3 separate regions of the Mus musculus genome follow, and all the other regions are linked to region 1. Evidence: chromatin contacts called from public Hi-C and promoter capture Hi-C data. All regions are on one chromosome and are shown on one strand. The core of a region is the stretch at or near the end of the contact, and the rest is flanking DNA. Distances in the headings are between cores, read along the strand shown.

Region 1 (4,049 bases), core at 782-3,281:
GGTGGGGTGAGGAGCCAACATCCTTAAACAGAAAACAACCTGTTCCAGTGATGTGGCCTTAATTGTCAATCTGACTGGATGCAGAATCATCTAGAAGATGGCGAGGCACAGCTCTGCGTGTGTCTGAGGGAATAAATGGGGGAAAGGGTAACACTAGAATTCCCCTCTCTCTGCTTCCTGATGTGCCACGACATGAACCTCTCTGTGCCTTGTGCCCTTCCTGCCATGATGGGCCAAATCCTACTAATTCTGGAGCCAAAATAAACCTTTCCTCCTTTCATTGCTGTGTTGGGTAATTTGGTCATAGTGAAGAAAAGGCAGCTAATACAACTGGTGATCAAGTTAAAGCAAATAAGTCAATGAGTACCTATCATTGCCCTTCTCCCAGACATGGGTAAGAGCCAATAACGTCTCTTAATCTGACAATAATCTAAATAGATAAGAATGAAGAAAATAGGAGCTCTTACACTCTGATAGTATAATTGGCGTTTAAGCCAGTTTGACATCCCATAACAACTTTTTACACAGAATTAACTAGCAAAGTTAAATACACTCAAGTCCACGTCTTGACCTCTAACAGGTCCACGGGAGTGACGTGTGAATCTGTACAAATATACCCTCTCTAGCTTTTACAATACAACATCTCGATACCCATAGAAATAAAAGAGATCTGTGGGACTCCTCTGAGGTTCTACAGCTGAACTCATTCCAGCAGAGGAGGCACATGCCTCTGCCATAGCTGGCCAACTCAGGCATGAGGAAAGAGAAGGTGGATTGATCCTGCCGTGAGAGCCACAGAGGAACTGAGATTACCATCTGCAGGTCCTCTCCCCACACTGACATATCAGTTCAATCCCTTTTCCTTTCCTGAGGTTGAAACATTCATCGTCTTTTTCCTCTGAGGATAAGCTCTCCCCTGAAACTAGAGATGTCAGGCTTGACACCCAAACCCCGGTGGGGGAGATGTAACCGTCCCCATTTTGTAGAGGCAACAGTGACATGCCACTATCCCACAATCAGAACATGATAGGACAAGATCTGGATTATTTTTAATTTGTATTTCAGGGAGGAGGAGTTGTTGGTTTTTATGGTGGATCTTGAGGTGGTGTCTCATGTAGTCTAGGCTGGTCTCAAATTTGCTTACCTAGCTAAGTCTGACCTTGAACTCCTGAATCTCCTGCCTCCACCTGTCGAGTGCTAGGATAGATAACAGGTGTGTGCCATCATACCTGGCTGCAGTGTGTAGTATTTCCATGACTCCCCATTGTGCCTCTCAAGACCATGGAACACATCTTTCCCCTAAACAGGGGATAAGAGGGTCTGTGAAGCTGGGGAGAGAGCAGCAGCCGATAACAGCAGAAGCCATGAGAGTAAACAAGATGTCTTGGGGAGAAACTGAAGACACCATCAATGTTTCAAAGCAGACGGAGAGCAGAGAAGGGGTTGTGGGGTGGGGGGTGGGGAGGGGAGAGAGAGAGAAAGAGCAGCCAGGGGCATCCAGGGAGAGACAAGAAGTTCCCATGCAAAGAGAAAGAGACCAGCTGTGTTCACAGCTGACATCCAGGCATCCAGGAAGAGTCACAGGAGTTTCACAGCAGGGCACAGTGAAGACATGTAGGAAAAACTCAAATCCCATTTCAAGATACTTTCTTATAGAACCAGTTAGTGCAGGACTCTTGCATTTTAGGAATATAAGCGATAGAAAATATTCCATGGTGGGACAAAGACTGGATATCATAAGAACAGGTAAGAAATTATAATTACTTTGAAGTTATTTTGATATCTATTAAACTTCTTACTGGAACAAGATGGTTTTTAAAATACGCTATTAAGCCGGGCAGAGGTGGCACACGCCTTTAATCCCAGCATTTGGGAGGCAGAGGCAGGCAGATTTCTGAGTTCGAGGCTAGCCTGGTCTACAGAGTGAGTTCCAGGACAGCCAGGGATATACAGAGAAACCCCGTCTCGAAAAAAAACAAAAACAAAAACAAAAAAACAAAAAAAAAAAACAAAAAACAAAAAACAAAACAAAACACCCAACAACAATAAAGTTCTATTAGTCTGTGTCGCTAACCGCAGGACACTGCTGACTGGGTGAGTGATGGAAGATGTGGGTGTATTGTGGTTCCCGGTTCTGCGGAGGTGATGGGGTGCAATAACTGAGCCTGGTGATGCCCTTCTTGTTGGCTCAGAGAAGTTAATCAGCTTGGTAGAGTCGCACAGCTGACGAGCGGAGGAGTGCATTGAGCCTGAGCTGTGAACGCCCACCCTCTGGCTGCAAAACGCTTGCCATCCTGCGGAAAACCAAGACACGCGTGGACTCTGCGCCCAGCAGCGGCGGTGGACGCAGGGGACTCTGGTCGTGCAGCAGACTTCGCTTCTTACGGGAGTGTAAGGCAATAGGGAACCCCGGCCCCCGGACTGATTGGAGACCCTCAACCCGGGAATCCTATCACGAGGAGAAGGGTTCCGACGCACGCTCCGCCGCAGGGGGGCGCCCCTGGCTGGCCGCTGCTTGGTCAGTGGTCCCCGCCACAGGGCGCGTCGCCTCCAAGAAGATGTCGCTGTCCGGCAGGGAGCGTCCTGCTTGGCCAGGGAGTCGCCTGTCCTGGTTGCTATGCTGCAGCGCCCTGTTGTCCCCAGCCGCCGGCTACGTGATCGTGAGCTCCGTGTCCTGGGCTGTCACCAACGAGGTAGATGAGGAGCTGGACAGTGCATCCACTGAGGAGGCGCTGCCCGCGCTGCTGGAGGACTCGAGTAGCATCTGGCAGCAGAGCTTTCCGGCCTCGGCGCACAAGGAGGACACGCACCTGCGACCTCGGGGCTCCGCCCGCGCCAGGCCCGCACCGGCCGCGCGTGGCATGTTCTCCTACCGGCGGGAGAGCGGCTCATCTGAGGCATCCCCTGGCCCCAGGGTGCATGCCGGCACCGCCCGCTCCCTAGCCCACGCTAGCTCCTGGGGCTGTCTGGCCACTGTGTCCACCCACGAAAAGGTAAGCCAGAGGTCGGGACGCGGGGGCGGTGCGCGTCTCCCTTCCAGGACGCAGGGCGACTCCGGTTTCACAGGTTCATAGGCTGTGAATGCCCTGTGAATAACGGAACCAGCGTGTGCATGGGTCGGTCCATCTGGCCAAGTGCATGTGAGTGGGGAGGAAGGAGAAGCTGGGAAACAGTCTCGTGGTTAGTGATTGAATCCCTGTGTACTAAAATGGCCAAAGAGATGATCAGATAAACAGTGACAAGCTGGAAACCTGGAACGTAGGCAGGATCGCTTTTGGAATCACAGATGAGGCGCATCCAGCTCCCAGCTCCCTGCAGGCTCCGACAGTCCTGCAGACAGACTCTGGCACCGCCTCCCACACCAAGTGGGTGTGGAAGAGGAACGCCATCCACACTCCGGTAGACATTTACACTTTAAAAAAAAATGGAACTCAGGTTTTTTAGAAAGAGGGCTTAAGCAAAAGGTAACAGCTGGAGGAGCTGTTTCAGCTGCAGTTCGTCTCTTTCGATCCACAAAACTGTATTCACATTTTATCCTGCTTCCTTCCACCCAGAATGGCATGGAGAGGGGCCGAGGCTCTGTATTCCCTAAGAATAGCCTCCAGAAAGCTTCTAGTCCTGTCTGGTAAACAGAGCTGTGGGCCCAGCCCCTGTTGAATCTGTGCAGGGAAGGGCTTTGTTATGTATCCCGCGGTGTGGGAGTCTGGTTCTTGCCACAGCTCTGGGTCTCACTAACCCCAGCTTGGCCAAAACATCTACAAAACTAAGAAATTCGGTGGGCAGAGCTTGAAAGTTCTTTCTTCTTCTTCTTCAAAAATTATCTAATGACAACTTTATCCTAATAATGGCAATGATCTTGTTCTCTTTCTACATCTGAGTCTAAGCCAGTTCTGTATTCCCAGGGTTCAAAGACTTTTTACACGTTTAACATATACCTTAGAGAATACAGACTTTAAGTATGAAGCTAATCTCTAGGTTTACAACAAATCAGTTCAGACAATTAGAAATCTACTGCCTGACGCTAGGGAAGAGGCTCGGCTGTAGAATGA
Region 2 (4,049 bases), core at 633-3,132, 640 kb after region 1:
CATGCTCCCTGCCATGATAATAATGGACTAAACCTCTGAAGTGTAAGCCAGCTGCCATAAAACGTTTTCCTTTGTGAGAGTTGCTGTGGTCATGGTGTCTCTTCATTGCAATAAAACCCTAAGAACCTTATACACTATACACTACGGGCAAGAATGTAAACATGTCCTGCCCCTATGGCAGCTTATAGTAGTGCCATTCTATAGTAGGCAGGTTTCTCAGAAACCTATATAGACCCAAGATATGACCTAGCCATACCTTCTATTCCTAGATATTTACCCAAAGGCCTCCAAGTCAGTCTATCCCAGTGACAACTGCAATAGAAACTCCAACTAAGACACTTGACTTAAACTTCCATTAATCCCCATGAAATTCATGTAGAAACCATCACTGTTGCCTCCTGAGAGATGGCACAGTCTCGACCTATGAGTGGCTGAGAGATATCAGTGGGCAAAGGATCTGCTACAAGAAATGATCTCCTTGCCTCAATGGTAGGCCATTGCCTGGATCATGTGGATAGAGGTATTGTCTTAGTCAGGGTTTGTACTCCTGCACAAAACATCATGACCAAGAAGCAAGTTGGGGAGGAAAGGGTTTATTTAGCTTACACTTCTAAATTGCTTTTCATCACCAAAGGAAGTCAGGACTGGAACTCAAGCAGATCAGGAAGCAGGAGCTGATGCAGAGGCCATGGAGGGATGTTACTTACTGGCTTGCTTCCCCTGGCTTGCTCAGCCTGCTCTCTTATAGAACCCAAGACTACCAGCCCAGGGATGTCACCACCCACAAGGGGCCTTTCCCCCTTGATCACTAATTGAGAAAATGCCTTACACCTGGATCTAGTGGAAGCATTTCCCCAACTGATGCTCCTTTCTCTGTGATAACTCCAGCTGTGTCAAGTTGACACAAAACTAGCCAGTAAAAAGGTTAACCATGTTTTATTGTTTATAGGAAAACAGACACTGTTGGAGATAGCTGTATTAAGTGAATTAAGCCAGTCTTATTGATTCTTAGATTTTATAAATTAATAGATGCTTAAAATCATGTGTACCATTAAAGTAGAAGCAAGACTGTCTAGGGATGGCTCAGCAGAAACTAACATAGTATGAAGAGTTAGGAGAAAATGAGGGTATAAGGAAAAAGCAATTGACTAAGAAGACAAAGGCATAGCATGTTATCAAAGCCAAGGTTTGTGTATCTGTGTGTGTGCACCTGAAATAATTTGCTCCCCATAGAGTAATAACTTTTATTTATGAAGTCAATAACTTGAAATAAATAATGATATAGCAGATCACTTACCCTATACTGTCCTAGCTCAGTTTCAGATGTGATGATGTAATTCTATGATTATTAACATAAACACTGGCCCAGAAGGAACCCTGAGTCTTCTCAGCTGGTAAAATGTGAGACTTGCACAGACTTCAGGCTACACATTCACATGTAGCCAACATGTCTCTGCACAGGGCCCTGCAGATATCCACTGCTGCGCACGAACCAGAACTGCCTGCCTTTGTGGACCTCAACTCGAATGAAAATTAGTTTCACTCAAAGGCAATAATAAATTCTACCTTGTCCAATCAGATGATGCCTGGCAACTGAGGAACGAAGGACATTGGAACTGTGAACCACAGAGAAGTTGCATTCTGAGACTCGGAGTGGACTACACGGTTCCCATTTCCCTTTTTGGGAAACACAGTTTTTTGGCAAGCACCTCCACTCAGGCCCAGGGCACTAGGCACAGTGGTAACACCATTCACCCCATAGGCAAAGCTGATTCAGAAAGCACACGGCCATCAATCAGCAAGTGGCCTTGCTGGGTTTCCTGTGTCACGGGTTTTCCTGCCTAGAATAGCTCCTTCCCCAGGCTCCCATTTACAGTAAATGTAATTACCTCTTAATGGCATCCATCTCCCTCTCGCTCTCTCCACCGCTCCTATTTTTAACCAGCACTACAGGAATATTTGTCCTCTCATTCACTGATGAGTTTTTGAGGTCACGGTTTGGCTTTTAAGATGACAGTGCCCTTAATCTTGTTGTGGATTCTTAACATGAAATAACAGCCTGTAATTAACACAATGGGGCGCAGGCGGGCTGGCAATCTTATTCTGCTAACATCCTTGGCTCAGCACTTGAGTCCAGGAAACGGGGCTCAGCAGCTGGGCTCAGCTCAGAACGGGGAGCTCTCTGGTGCTTAGACAAGCCCTTAGTCAGGCTGCCCAGCTGCAACTGAAAGTCCACCTGGGCTATTCTCTCCTCAGGACAAGCCTGAGGGTTGCAGATCTGCCACATGTATGGTGACATGACGCTGATGGGACCTCTGAGTTCTCCAACATCCCAAGTGCCATGGAGAAGTGGGTGCCCCTACCCCTTGGAGCTTGACTATATTGAAAGTTTAAGCTCTAGCATGTCACCGAGGCCACACTGTTAGCATTCTGTCTAAGCTCCACCCAACAGTTACCTGGCAACAGCCAGGTAGGCCTCACCCACTATAAAAAGGGCTGCTTCCTGCCTCCTCCCTCTCTTGCCTCTTGCTTAGTCTTGCTTCCTTCTTGACCTCTTGGGCTCTTCCCTTCTCCCTTCCCTTTCCCCTCTCTTCAAGTGCTCATGGCCATGGCCCACCTCTTCTCCCCCTCTCCCTCCCCCTCCCCCCTCCTCTCCTCTTCCTCTCTTCCTCTCCTCCTTCTCCCCTCCCCCTCCTTTCTCCGCCTCTACTACCCTCTTAACTCCTCCCCCAAGCCCTGAATAAGCTCTATTCTATACTATACTGTCGTGTTACTAGTCCCTAAGGGGGAAGGGATGGATGCCTTGGCATGGGCCCACCGAGGCACCCCTCCCCCCATACCTCACCACACCCCCATATAACATATCTTAGACCTCTTTACCTTTTTATAAACACATCACACACAACTTCCACTAGGGACCTTCCCTCTTATATCCCACAAAATGCAAAGCTATCCAATAGTCCCCATGCATCCAGCTTCTAACCACTTTAGCCTGGCTCAAGCTTTAGAAGGATGGACGAGTCAGGTCTGGCCCCTTCAGTCCCTACCAGCCTCTTCCCCCACTAAGGCTCATACAAGTGTAGACAAGCCATGGAATCTGTTGATCCGATAGCAGCAGTGCTGTTTATAAAGCCAGGTTCATGGGGGCTTGTTGGGCAACGGTAGTAGCCAGGCTTGACTTATAAATTTACTAGTCCCTTCCTGAACAGGAGACCCCTTTCAAGGCAGGATATACATTAGTTTGTAGTTTAATCCTAACACTTCTTTTTCTTACAGCCCTGCGAAGTCCACACAAAGAAGTTCAGATTGTACAGTAGAGCAAACCAAAGCTCAACTGAAGCCACCCACCGAGTGGAAGCACGTGACCGTGACCGAGCCAAGCAGTAGAGAGCTTTAAACTGAGGGCAAAGAGCTATAGAGTGCAGGTCTGAAACCTCACCACTCACTTGCTGCTGATCAGATCTTTCAACCCAAAGCTATTCATGGCCTGAGGGGATGTCTTGTGCATCCTTCCTGGGCTGTGATCTGAGGCTCTGGGGAAATCCACCTATTTTGCATCCCTTAACCGAAATCTCCCTCCTGCCTGCCTACGGTCTTAGGGAGAGGCCAGCTTCATTAGGCACGTTTCAGACCAGCCTCTGGAAGCCTCATGATCCTGACCTGATTTCTTGCAGGCCCCGGGCAAGCAGGCACTAATTTGCATCACACAGTCAGTGATGCAGCCTTCAGCTGTGAACCCCCTTGGCAGTCCTTTTATTTGGGTACACATTTGAGTTCTCCCGTCCCCATGCCCCATATTCTTGTGTGCTTACTCAGCAGGCCTGCTGTCTCCAAAAGAGAACAGGCAAGAGAGTAGCCATCAAGGACCCTCATTGGAGGCCAAGGAGCTCTTAGGAGCAGACTTTTCTGTGCTCCCTTAGCCATTTGCACACCCACTGGCACAATCCTATGAATAAAGAATAAACCTGGTACCCTTTCGTACAGTCCCATTTTTTCCTAACTCTTTTCTGCTGCCTCAAGTTTTTTCTAGATTAGGCCTAACCCTGACA
Region 3 (4,049 bases), core at 423-2,922, 590 kb before region 1:
TGCCCCAAGTCAAGGACCCTACAACTTCTCATATTCTATACTTTGCTAGGATAACTTCAGAACACAGGAGAACTTTTCAGTGAGATCTCATACGATAGAGGATGACAACGGACACATACGCAGGCCAGTGCTGAGACACAGAGGTATATGGGAAGGGGCTTCAAGAGTCCATGTCAGGCAGGCTTCCTATGACATGCTCAACACCCAGACTCTCCCAACCCTAGCTCATGAATATTCATAGAATCATCACCTCTTGGGGATGACCAATCAGCCTCCCCTTGCCAACGATGGGGAGCAGGCTGAATGTCTCAAATTTCTTAATATGTCTTGATCTTGGTGGGGACCAGCCCCCACTTTTAAGTAGAATGAAGGTGTCTGCCTATGTCTCCTAAAATAAAGATGTTTCCCTCTGCCAGAAAAGTCTAAGATGTTGAAATGTTGACCAATGCTATGTACAGGGAGAAACTGTATTAATGTGTACTTGTGCATATGTAGAGATATAGAGGAATTTCTTTGGTAGACATGATATGTGCATTCTGGTCTGATCTTGATAAGAAACTTCAGGGGGTAACCACTCTGGTAGTTTTCCAAGGTCTTAATAAAAGAGGCTGACTCTTGAAACAAGTGCTTGCCTGGAAGGTGGGACTGAGTAAATGTTTTCTGCCCCGCAATTTCCACACTCAAAGGCTGTTTCAGAGAAATCCATATAACGTGTTCCTAGGGGGACTTTCCAGGCTTGGAATAAAACCTAAATTAATCTAAATATATTATTAAGTATGGAACATTCAGGGCAATCAGGGATGGCAGGTCACAAGTGCCTCTTTGGGCCATTAATAACTGTCAACAACAGTTTCATGATCCAGGAAATCCAAAGAAATTCGACAGTGCATCTATTTTATTTTGTGATGTCAACAAAAGAGCCAAGCACTAACTGCTCCTGGGTGAATATCCCTTCAACTGCCTGAAATTTTTGTTGGAGAAGCCTGAGGAGATGGCCAGTGCTGCCCAGTGTGCCTGCTCAGTCTTACCCAATTCTTCATCTGATCATGGGAATAACAACGTCTATCCTAAGTGAAGGCAAAAATATAAATGGAATGCTGGCCGTGGTAGATATTAATTACATAGTAAGTGCTTTTGGGGGGGTTCTTATATGGTTACCTCAAAGACTGGCAGGGAAGGTGCTATGATCTGAGGGGTGCTCTAACTAGGAAAAAAAATGACTATTTATCCAAAACTGGTCACAGAGCTTGATGAGAAAACAAGGAGTTAATGGGGACTAGGGAGGCTCAAGCAAGCACAGGGACCAAAATTTCATCTCGAAACCCATGAAAAAAAAAAAAAACCTTGACACAGTCATGGGAATTCCTAGCCTGGAGATGAGGAGTCAGCTAGAAGCTCTCTGCTCCACAAGCCTGCCCAGGGAGTAGTTATGGCATAGTATTGCCCAATATTTGAAACTGACACATTATAACTATAGCCTTCCAAGAGGAGAAAATACCTAAGACTCTTCAGTATTTTGTTTCCTTACGTAGATCGATTCTTTGTGTGGTGAAACGCCACCTTTTTAACATGATTTCTTTTTCTTCCTCATTTCTATGAGATTCTTTCAAGTCCAGCCAAATGAGTGTCACAAGGGAATTATGAATTGACAGCAGAGCACAAGGAAGCAGAAGTGAGAAGCTATCCACATGCAAATTATGCACCGAAAATGTCATAATCCCCAAGACCAATCAGACCAACAACATGATTCACCCTTTCGTTACCAATGGAGAGCAGCAAACCCGGGCAGGAGAGGGGGTTCCAGAACCCTCTTTGTTTTCTTGTATCCTTTACCACTTCTAAACAATGTCACGTGATCAATAACCAGATCTAGCTAGAGAGAGAGAGAGACCGCAGCTATAAGAAAACCTCTCTTTCTCTACTCCCCTTTGCCACCCAAGCACTTTCTTATAATTAAAATCTTCACAATATATTGAGAAACATTTAAAAGTTAAAACAAATCACTTTCTGTTTATGCCCAAATCTGACCAACTCTTATTCTTTTTTCCCCTTATATCTAGAAAATAAAATAAAATAATAGTCATTGCCATATTTCCCAAAGACTCAACAGCCCAGCACTGTTCAATCCTTTTGGGACAAACAAACCAACCACCTCCAAATCACTTTGCTTTCTGTCTTCAGGGGTTTGCTGCCATTGCTAGCAACACCAAGATGATACTGGGGCAAAACAAGGCCTTTCTGCTTCGGAGGAGTACACTTAAGAGCATAGGATGTGTTAGAGGCTAGAGAAAATGAGAGATGAGGAGATGGGAGGGGCTGTCCAGCACTGAAAGCCAAACCATACACCCACCCTGTCGATGCAATGCTGAGGCTATCCCAACTGTGTAACCAACATGGGCTTCTTTTTTCTCCCATTGAAGTGAAACAAAACCCTCCAATTCTCCTAGCAACCCAGATTAGCTGAATAACTACTGTTGAGCAAATTCCACTTGAACTTCATCTCAGTCTCCAAAGTTGAAGCCTACCACCCTGAGCTCTCTCTGCCTCCCAGGCAGCTCAGACAACTGATCTAGCATGCTAGGCTTGCTGACTCTTTCTCTTTACCCTTCTGCTTTAAAATATATGTATCACTCTGTCTTAGTCAGGGTTTCAATTCCTGCACAAACATCATGACCAAGAAGCAAGTTGGGGAAGAAAGGGCTTATTCGGCTTACATTTCCATACTGCTGTTGATCACCAAAGGATGCAGGACTAGAACTCAAGCAGGTCAGAAAGCAGGAGCTGATGCAGAGGCCATGGAGGAATGTTCTTTTCTGGCTTGCTCAGCCTGCTCTCTTATAGAACCCAAGACTACCAGCCCAGAGATGGTCCCACCCACAAGGGGCCTTTCCCCCTTGATCACTAATTGAGAAAATGCCTTACAGTTAGATCTCATGGAGGCATTTCCTCAATTGAAGCTCCTTTCTCTGTGATAAGTCCAGCTGTGTCAAGTTGACACAAAACTAGCCAGTACAATTGACCCCTTGTCAACTTGACACACAAAACCATCACTAGTAAGCCTCAACCCTTACAATCTTATTCATCCCCAAGATCTAAATAACTTTAAAAGTCCCACAGTCTTTACATATTCTTAAAAATATCCATCTCTTTTAAAATCCAAAGTCTTTTTACAATTAAAAGTCTCTTAACTGTGGGCTCCACTAAAACAGTTTCTTCCTTCAAGAGGGAAAATATCAGGGCACAGTCACAATCAAAAGCAAAAGTCAATCTCCAACCGTCCAATGTCTGGGATCCAACTCACGATCTTCTGGGCTCCTCCAAGGGCTTGGGTCACTTCTCCAGCCAGGCCCTTTGTAGCACATGCGTCGTCCTCTAGGCTCCAGATGCCTGTACTCCACTGCTGCTGCTGCTCTTGGTGGTCATCTCATGGTACTGGCATCTCCAAAACACTGCATGACCCCTTCAATCCTGGGTCTTTAATTGCAACCAAGGTTGCACCTTCACCAATGGCCTTCCATGGCCTCTCACCGTGCCGAGCCTCAGCTGCTTTGCATGACCCCTTCATGCCTTCAAATCCAGTACCACCTGGGTGACCCTTACATATTACCAAGTCCCGCTGCAGCAGGAGTACAACCTTGGCCATCTCTGGAACACAGCCTCTTTGTGCTTTCAGAAAACACTTCCCAGAAGATGTCACCTCAATGATGCTGGTCTCTTCTTAATCCCCGCTAATTTCTTAGCTCCAGCTAACCAGCATCAATAGTCCCAGTAATGCAAAGTTTTTGCTTTGGTAGTTCTGGTATCTTGTTAATCACAGCTGATTCATCAGCCCCAGCTAACCAGAACTACAGAAACTTCACAATCAAAACAGCAATGGCCCCGAAAAGAGTCTTTAATTTTGCCTCTGAAATTTCACAAACCAGACCTCCATCTTCTGCAGTGTTCTCAACATTATCTTCCAAGCTCCTACACAACATCCGACAGACCTCTTAACAACGGATGGATCTTCAAGCCCAAAGTTCCAAAGTCCTTCCACAGTCCTCCCCAAA

What was found. Promoter capture Hi-C pulls out the DNA fragments that hold promoters and counts their contacts. Hi-C and Micro-C count contacts between places; a contact is called where the count stands out from the background.
Region 2: a Hi-C map of the N1E-115 cell line shows a contact between it and region 1, with 5 times the contacts expected there. The contact joins the enhancer-like site here to the promoter of D930019O06Rik in region 1. A contact is called at or near these places in 14 of 39 promoter capture datasets (the 3T3-L1 cell line, 3T3-L1-derived adipocytes, the C10 cell line and 9 more), 8 of 484 Hi-C or Micro-C datasets (the N1E-115 cell line, Sertoli cells, bone marrow-derived macrophages and 4 more), 1 of 115 datasets of contacts at active chromatin or transcription factors (bone marrow-derived macrophages) and 4 of 9 other capture datasets (adipose tissue, embryonic stem cells, liver and 1 more).
Region 3: a promoter capture Hi-C map of the C10 cell line shows a contact between it and region 1, with 4 times the contacts expected there. The contact joins the enhancer-like site here to the promoter of D930019O06Rik in region 1. A contact is called at or near these places in 4 of 39 promoter capture datasets (the 3T3-L1 cell line, the C10 cell line, hippocampal neurons and 1 more) and 2 of 9 other capture datasets (adipose tissue and embryonic stem cells).

Annotation. Positions count from the first base shown.
Region 1 is chr1:39,649,450-39,653,498 of GRCm38.p6, reverse strand. D930019O06Rik (a long non-coding RNA gene) reads right to left here and starts at 2,031. Exons shown (of 2, transcript XR_001778897.2): 1 at 1,230-2,031. Creg2 (cellular repressor of E1A-stimulated genes 2) reads left to right here and starts at 2,317. Exons shown (of 4, transcript NM_170597.4): 1 at 2,317-2,993. The coding sequence starts at 2,559.
Region 2 is chr1:39,005,459-39,009,507 of GRCm38.p6, reverse strand. No RefSeq gene overlaps it. Among named protein-coding and RNA genes, the nearest start is that of Pdcl3, 20 kb to the right of the region's middle. Within about 2 kb of position 1,882, at least 24 of the 459 cell types and tissues checked have an H3K27ac peak or open chromatin away from gene starts, as enhancers often do. A contact at or near this core is called in the HPC-7 cell line and the N1E-115 cell line, where this site is marked.
Region 3 is chr1:40,238,249-40,242,297 of GRCm38.p6, reverse strand. It overlaps a transcript of Il1r1 not described here. Among named protein-coding and RNA genes, the nearest start is that of Il1r1, 26 kb to the left of the region's middle. Within about 2 kb of position 1,672, at least 30 of the 459 cell types and tissues checked have an H3K27ac peak or open chromatin away from gene starts, as enhancers often do.